Regions from separate parts of the Athene noctua genome. Here region 2 is linked to region 1. A link is a contact called in public Hi-C data. All regions are on one chromosome and are shown on one strand. Each heading gives the region's core, a stretch centred on a gene start, on an enhancer-like site or on the middle of the called end of the contact. The rest is flanking DNA. Distances are from core to core; before and after follow the strand shown.

The links. A called contact is a pair of places that touch in the nucleus more often than the background predicts.
Region 2: a contact with region 1 is called in a Hi-C map of heart, with 2.8 times the contacts expected there. The contact joins the promoter of ABLIM3 here to the promoter of CSNK1A1 in region 1. A contact is called at or near these places in 2 of 2 Hi-C or Micro-C datasets (heart and liver).

Annotation. Positions count from the first base shown.
Region 1 is chr12:12,292,257-12,296,410 of bAthNoc1.hap1.1, forward strand. It overlaps CSNK1A1 (casein kinase 1 alpha 1), which reads left to right and starts at 2,150. Exons shown (of 11, transcript XM_074916365.1): 1 at 2,150-2,756; 2 at 3,638-3,744. The coding sequence starts at 2,634.
Region 2 is chr12:12,468,581-12,472,660 of bAthNoc1.hap1.1, forward strand. ABLIM3 (actin binding LIM protein family member 3) reads right to left here and starts at 1,788. Exons shown (of 22, transcript XR_012634401.1): 1 at 1,380-1,788.

The DNA of each region.
Region 1 (4,154 bases), core at 900-3,399:
AGCATGATGTTTAAAGATACCTCATTTGCCCTTGAAACTCCAGCCCCCTTAACTAGTGAGCGATGTATCTGAGCTCCTCCGCACAAGATCCACATTCCCTTTGAGTGACAAGAGTGCAGATATTCTTGCTTGCGCAAATGCTCCTTGACAGAACCGAGGTGGGAATGAGTTGGAGGCTAGCTTGCTCTCAGAGCATCATATTCATTCTGGTGCATCTGGCACAGTCCAAGCTGATTTTGGATCTTTCACATTTTATTTTTATTAGAGACATGGAGAGACCTGTAGTAAAACCTTGGATCTAAAACTCCCTGAAACACAAGAGGAACTTGGAGCTCATCTGTGCAGTTCAGGGCATTGATGGCTGCCAGTCTTCCCTCTCCATTCCTCCTGGTCTCTCACTATGGAATCATCCTGGAGCGGACTGAGTCCACCACAGGAAGAAACACAGGCAAATCAGACTTCCCTTGCTGCCCAACAGCCAGATGGACACAAGCCAGGACTTTTTTGCACTTGTGGAGACAGAAAGTGTTTGTAACACACTGCCTTTACCAAGCTAGAAAGCAACATGGTGAATGCAATAAAAGCCTCTATCACCGTGTGGATGCTGTTCTGTTAAGAGGACTCCTCCACTTTTGTATGAAAAACTTCCTACCAATATAGCAGTGTCCTAACCTGGACCTCTAAATCTCACTTTTCTCTAAATAGTTAGCTATTCAAAAAGATCTGTACATAGACCAGTCTTAAAATCAAACTTTTTTATTGTTCTCATAGTTTTGGGTGCACCAGGCAAACTGGAAAGCAGTTTTTCCTGATTGCCCCTCTTAAAAGCAGACACCATAGTAGGCTTTCCTTCTACATACATGAGCTACATTACTGTAAGAGCTTGCTTTCTCCTGCAGACTGAATCATTTCCCAAATGTAGGCTTGCACAGCAGAAGACGCCACTCTGACAGGGAGCGATGATGAGTCACTGGGAATTCACAGTTTTGTGTTCCTGCAAAGGAAAAACTCACAGCGCTGAGCGAGGGGGCAACAGAGGAGATCTCGGGTTTGACAGACAGCAAGAAACAGCTCCTGGAGCACGAGCTGCTGGGTCAAAGCAATCTGGGGAAAGAGAGGAGCCGAATGTAATGGCAATGTGAAGGCTGAGATGTGGCCATGACAGGTGGCTCTGCCCATGGTGTTGTCCTTGTGAGGGGGCCACAGCCTCCTCCCGAATCCTCACCTGGATTGAAAAACTCCTGGCAGAAATGCCTGCGGCCCATCCAGGGTATGTAGTGCTGTGCACTGCAATCCCAGGAGGCCAAGGCTCAAGGTTGGAGGATTAAATCAGATGTGTCAGGCCGAGCAGGGAAGGGTAATGAAGCAGATGTTGTGTGTGCACAGGAGCGGGGAAGGCACCACTGGTCTCTCAGCTCAGCCCTACAACCCACTGGGCTGCAGATACCACAGGGCCTTGGCGCCGCAGGAGGACAGGAGACAGGTTGTTGTGGATTCATTTGTTTACAAACCCAGACCATTAACATACATGCAGATTGGGCTTTGGGATTTGATAAGAACCTTGAAACAGTGCCAGCAGCCCTGTCACAACCCCACATAAAAGAGGCGTGAAGCGTGCATCATGGTGGTGACTCTGACCCCACCTGACCTCCAGTTCCCCAGCCCCACAGCCACCTCGCAGCCAGCGAGGGCAAACGTCAGGCTGCATCCCCACTGCCTGAGGGACACGAGGGCAGTGGGGTAGAGCAGACACTCAGGAGACTCAGCAGGAGCCTTGCGGTTTCGACGCCCCCTGCTCTCAGCCCCAAGTAGAGCAGCGCCCGCAGCAGGCCCAGGCAAGGCCCGCGAGGCAGGGGGGCTGGGACGCCTGTCCCTTTAAGAGCGGGTGAGGGCACGTATGCTTCTCTCCTTCCACTTCCGCCCGGGCACGGGTTCGAGGGATGCGCATGCACGTATATACCACGTGACAAGCCGCTGGGACTAAGCCCGGTGAAGAGCGACGCCGGTCATTGGCTTTGAGGGCGGGCGGTGTGTGCGCATGCGCAGAGGACACGACACCGCCTTCGCCCCTCCCTCCTCCCCGCCCGCGCGGCTCCGCGCGCAGGCGCGCTGCGGGAAGGGGAGCGGCCTTTCCCCGGCGCACGCGCGCTTGCCGCCCCGCCCCGCTCCCAGCGTGCCCCGCGCGGTGAAGAAGCGGCGGCTGCAGGCTGGGGGCATTTTGTGTCCGCGATAGCAGCGATTGAGAGACAAGATGGCGGCGGCGGCCGAGTGAGGGGCCGGCGGCGGCCGGGACCCGGCGGAGCCAGCAGGCTTCGCGTTTCCCTTCCCCTCCCCCCCTCTCCCCTACCCTACCCTCACAGCACCTCGGCGGCCGCCTCTTGTCTTTCTGGAGAGCGCCGAGAGCCGGGCGCCGCCTGGCCGGGGAGCGGGACAGAGCCGCGGAGGGGAACCCCCGCCGGAGGGGCCTGGCTGGAGCTGAGCAGCGGGGATCAGCCTTCCTTGTTCTGCGTCCCCCCCCCTCCCTTCCCCTCTTCCCTCCCCTGCCCCTTTCCCCTCCTCTGGGGCGGCGGTAGAGGCCTCTTTCTTCCCCCGAGTCTCTCAGCGCCGGGAGGGCCCCGCAGCCGCCCCTCGCCATGGCGAGTAGCAGCGGCTCCAAGGCCGAGTTCATTGTCGGAGGCAAATACAAGCTGGTGCGGAAGATCGGGTCGGGCTCCTTTGGGGACATCTATTTGGCGATCAACATCACCAACGGGGAGGTAAGGGCGGCTCGCACTCCCTCACTTCCTTGGGCCCATCGGCGCGGTCCCTTCCGCACCTCGAGGGGAACGGGAGACCGACGATAACCTTTCCGAGGCCGGCTTGAAGCCTGGTTTTGCCCCCCCTTGTCCCCGCTATCGCTGCCTCAGAGGCACCGGCCGGCCCCGTCTCGCCAGGGTGGCTGAGCCGCCCTCCGCGAGGTGGGGGAGTTGGAGGTGTGTACCCCGGGGTTGAGGGGCTTCCCCTGTTTGACGGCCTTCTTCGCTAGTGGGGTGGCACTGCCTTTTCCGACGGCAGAGCCGTGCGGTCGTGGTTTCTCCCACCCAGCAGTTGCATAGCTCGCTTGTGAGTGTTAGAGAGAGGAGACCACCATTGTGGGAAAACATATTTTGTCTTTTATGAGCAGCCGAAGTCGTCCCTCTACTGCCAGTTATCTATCTCCTCTCTCTCAGCTGGGGAATACTTTCTCTCATTTTCATCAACAGTTATAGAAACAAAGAAGATCCCCTGTTTCTTAAGCTGCTTTTTTTCCTTGTTTTTTTCTTTTTTCTTCCTCCCCCTCACGGCTCTGAGCTGTAAAGAAGAAACACCCACATATGTTCTTCCTCACTTATATGGATCTGAAGACTTTACATCTCCAGTTCAATTTCATGACCTGGGATGGATATTTATTGTACAGATCATCACGATATGGATTTTATTTGAAGATGCAACAAAATGCAGGACGCTGAGCACCGAGAGCTTAAAAAAAAAGTATACTTCAAAGCATTTACAGCAGGGGTGTGTGGGGCATATTGAAGTACTGTGCTCCTTAAACCTCAGTGACAAGTCTGTGCTTGGTGGACACTCTGCTCTGACTCCTTGTTCCCTCTCACTGTAGGAAGTTGCTGTAAAGTTGGAGTCTCAGAAGGCTAGACATCCCCAGCTGCTGTATGAAAGCAAACTATACAAGATTCTGCAGGGAGGAGTTGGCATCCCACATATACGGTAGGAATCACTTATGTATGGCAGTACAGTGACTTTTCTTTAATGTTAGCCTGAGGCAGGACACCACCATTTAAGAGATTTATCTGGGAGGATTTGGGCTGTTGCAGGGAAAATGCTCCGTTCCAAGCTTCACAACTAGTTGGGTATCCTCACCACCGTCCCGCAGTCTTTTCTTATCCGTACATACAGTGCTTTGAAAGTGAGATCTAGAGCAGTTCCTGAGCTGTCAGAAATTCTTGCGATTAGAACAAAGTGTGAGACTGTTTTGGTGAGAGCCAGTGTTCTTGATGAGGTTAAGAGTTTGAAGCCGGTACTGGAAATGGCTGCTTTCTTTTGTTGCTTTCTTTTTTTTTTTTTTTTTTTTTTTTTTTTTTTGTTCCAACATGTCTTCCTCCTCCGCTCAGAAAATG
Region 2 (4,080 bases), core at 538-3,037, 180 kb after region 1:
CCAAGCTGGCTGTTAAGACCTGGAAAGGAATCCCAACAGGAACCAACACACACTTGTCAAAATTGCTTGGAGGAAGCTTAATAGTCCCACCTGACCACTGTGGTCACTGACCCCAGCAAGCACCGTGTGCCACCCCAGCCCTCTGCACTGGGCCCACACTCATCACCCAGAGGGACAGAGGGTGGAGGACCCTTTGTTCAGGCATCCAGAAGGCTCAGAGAATCAGTCCCTATTGTTTCCCACCTGGGCACGACCAGCCCCTCTCCCCCAGGAAGGGGGCTAGCTCCTGTCCCAGGTGTGGCTCATGCAGAGGGCACCTGGAAAGTTTTCTCGCCTCTGACACAGCCTAACAGAGCTGGAATCACCTGTTCTGTTGCCTTGCAGCATGCCAAGGCATTTTTCACGGTGTTTTGCTTGGGAACCACCCCAAGCCCTCAGATTGAGAAACCTCAACACGCCAGTGCAATGGAGAAGTCGCTGCTCTGCCACTTTCTGCCTGGGGGAGTCCTCCTTTCTTCACATCGCCTCTAGGACCCAGGGGAGGGAGGGCACCTTCCTTAGGCAGCTTATCCCAGAAGGAAAACTGTCAGGTAGCCATCAGCATCGACTCCTTCAGCTGGGAGCTCATTTCTTTTAAAGGAATGGATCAAAACTGTGCTAGCAAGGTGGGTACAGCTGTCACACATCATATCAGTGAGGAAAAAAGAAATGGTGACTTGATCAAACCTGATCAATCTTTACAGACTTTGCAACAAGGATGCAAAACCAGAAGTAACCAGATGAGTAGCAGGTGCCAGTTCTCATTTTATACAGCAATTTCCAATCTACACTTCTTTAGAAATTCATACATAGTGCATGAGTGCCTCTGTCCCTGTCTCTCTCACACACACAATAGAAACACCCACATCCCCAGCTGCAGAAGGTACATGTTTTTCAGTATTGCACCTGTGCTTTGTTCAGGTCCCTGATTTCTGGGTCTCTCCTTACCCTGCTCCTCCTCCCCATCAGCTGCTCCCTGTGTCCATTTATACCAAGGCAGTGGCATCAGCAAGCGAACCCACTGCCTGTCAGAGTGCTCCCAGCTTCCTCTCACCATGTTGCATATCGACATTTTAGTCCGTGATCTGCCCTCCAAACCCCAGAAATACAAGCCAAGAAAAGTACTCAGTAGAGATAAGCACCATGGCTTAGCCTACATGAAAGGAAGGCCAGCAGAGCCAGATCCTGTCAGAAAGCAAAGGCAGGAAAATAAAAAAAAAAAAATCCATCCCATTAGGCTTGTCAACCCTGTTGTGACATTTTCTTTCCAATTCCTCCCAGCCAGATCAGTGCAATACAGCCCCATCCCCATAGCACAGGCAAGGGAAAGCCGTACTTACTGCTAGTGCTCATCTTGCTGGCTCTCCTCTGTCCTTCGCATTCAACAAAGGGGGCAAAGATGCTCTTTAAATCCTCTTTTCCTCCCAACCCCCGCCACCGTCACTGGGAGGAGGTTGCCTCTCTCCTTCCTAGGAGAAGTATTTCCGTGCGAGCCGCCCGCTAACGCATCCCAAGGCAGCTCCGCCAGCCAGCAGGGCTGTCTCCGCGGATGGCAAGGTCAAGGGTGTCGGGGCTGGGAGGGGAGAGGGACGCCCGGGGCCGGCCCGGGGGAGGGTCCCGGCGGGGCCGCGCCGTCCCGGCTGCCCGCTACCATGCACTGCGCAGCGCGGCCGCGGCCGCTCCTCTTATAGCGGGTGTGGGGCCGCGCAGCGCCCGGCCCCGCCCCGGCGGCTCAGCCCGCGGCCGGCACCGCCCGGCGGGGCAGCGCGGAGCGGCGCGGGGGGCAGCGCGGGGGGCGGCGGCTCGGCCCCGGCCCCGGCCCCGGGGGGCGGCTGCGGGACGCGCCGCCTCGGCACCGCCGCCATCTGCTGGGCAACGCCTGCCCGGTGCCCTGCCCTGCCCTGCCCGGTGCCCTGCCCTGCCTGCAGGCCTGCCCGCGGTCCAGTCCTGCCTGCTGCCCTGCCTGCACTCCTGCCTCCACTCCTGCCCTGCCTGCAGGCCTGCCTGTGGTCCGGCCCTGCCTGCTGTGCTACCCTGCCCTTCCTGCTGCCCTGTCTTCAGTCCTGCGCTCTGCCCTGCCATCAGCCCTGCCCGCAGCTCTGCCTGCAGCTCCGGAGGCTGCCAGGCTGGCCCCTCCTTGCCATGGGGCTCCCCACACACTCCCCCCAGCGCTGGGTGGGACTGGCTGCCCATCCCACCCTGCTCACTGTCCGGCGTGACCCTCGGGCAGCTAAGCGTGCCAAGAAACGCTGTCCCAGGACAGAGGCTGAGGGGGGGGGGGGGATGCAATTTATGCTGGAAACTGAATTTCCTCTAGTGCCAAGGTCCCCCTCCAGCCTGGCAGCACACCACAAGGCTTCCCGGGTGTCTGTCCCACGCCGGGAGCAGGGAGGGGGCTGTGGGTGTCTGCACAGAACCCGTCTGCAGGATGGAGAGGGGGCTCTTCCCTCATGATCAGCCTTCGCTGCTGGCAGCACATCAGGATTCCTGGAAGGGCTTCAAAGCCATTACTCCTTGTTTTGGTTGCGAGAAGCTATCTATCAGAATAAATCCTTACCCACCAGAGCTGCTCCCAGGGCTGCGCCTGCCCTGCCTGCGAAGCCCCCGAGAAGCTGTGCTGCGATTCAAAGAGGCGAGCTACGATCTTTGCCGCTAATGAAAGGGGTTTTTCATGCAGCGTGACAGGCGCCGCATCTCTCCCGCTCCTAGGGCTGGAGTGCCGCCCAGAGAGGGCCTTTTGCTTTCCTTTTCTCTTGCTGTTTTGTTTGCGGCAGCAGATGTTTGCGATGACATGACAAGACAGGTAGCAGGTCGTGTGAGCTACGCCTGTGCTGCTGGTGATGCAGCCAGCTCGCTGCAAGCCCTGCTGCCTGTCCCCTCAGCTCTGTCCCCTCCCCAGAGGTGGTGGCTGGGTAGGAAGAGCAGGACCAGCAGTGGGTTTGGGGGTCCCTGTAAGGCTGGGGGGAACAGGCAAGGAGAAAGCAGTGCTGCTGATACAGCATGGCAGGATCGCTTGGGCTGTTCTATGGAGCTCATTTGAGGTCTTCTGTGAAGTTTCCCTGTGCCCCGGTGTCCCTTCCTCGAGGGAAGAGCACAGAACCCCGTCATGGTAAGGCTCACACCTATCGTATCAATAACGTCCATTCGGGGAGTCAATAAAGCAGACACAATGTGAGCTGGTCCCTACGGTTCAGTGAGCTAATTAAGCTTCTTCCGCTGACCTGGTTTCCAAATCTTGTTAACTTGCTGCTTTCAGAACAACTTGAAATTTCCAGCAGAGACAGGCTGGGGTTGCAGAGGGCTGCAGAAGAGGACAGGGTGCTTTGGCAGAGTTCAGGGGGCACCAGCACAGAACCTCTTCCCCTTCATCCCCTCCCAACCAGAGGGTTCCAGCCCCATGGAGCTGCGCCACGGGGAAGGGGCAGCGGGCGCTGCCAGCGGGGCAGGCAGGCAGGGCATCAGGTGCCCCCTGCCATGAGATTTTTGGGTTTTGGCACTTGTTAGCTAACAGCAGGGAGCTCAAACTCTTGCCTCCCCCCCACCTCAGCCAGTGACTCCTGACCAGGGACCTGGCCTCTGGCCGGGCTGCAGCAGGGACCCATGGTGCAGGGCACTGGTTGGAGCCCCTCACCATCAGCACTGTCCCATGGTGTTTTGTAAATCCCATTTCCTTTTTTTGAGTGAGGAAACCGGCTACAAAAGCTGCCATAAAAGGGTGTTAGGGATGCCTGAGACAAGAAATCAGAAATGAGGAAATGTCAGGATGATAACGCAGCCTCCTTTCATCCCTTTGTGTCTGTGCATTGCAACAGTCTTTCACGGCAATTATTAGAGGCATATTTTTCCCATAAGGCGCCTGCCTCATTCAGTACCCAGCATGTACCACATAGCTCAGGCTGTGCGGAGGAAGATGCTGCCTGCAGGACCCTGCATCGTTCAGTGAAAAGGGACATGATGGTGATGAGGCTAAGAGGATGGAAGAAAAAGGGTGCCAATTTCATTGAATTTTACCAGCAACTTCCCTGGACACTGGGTTGCTTA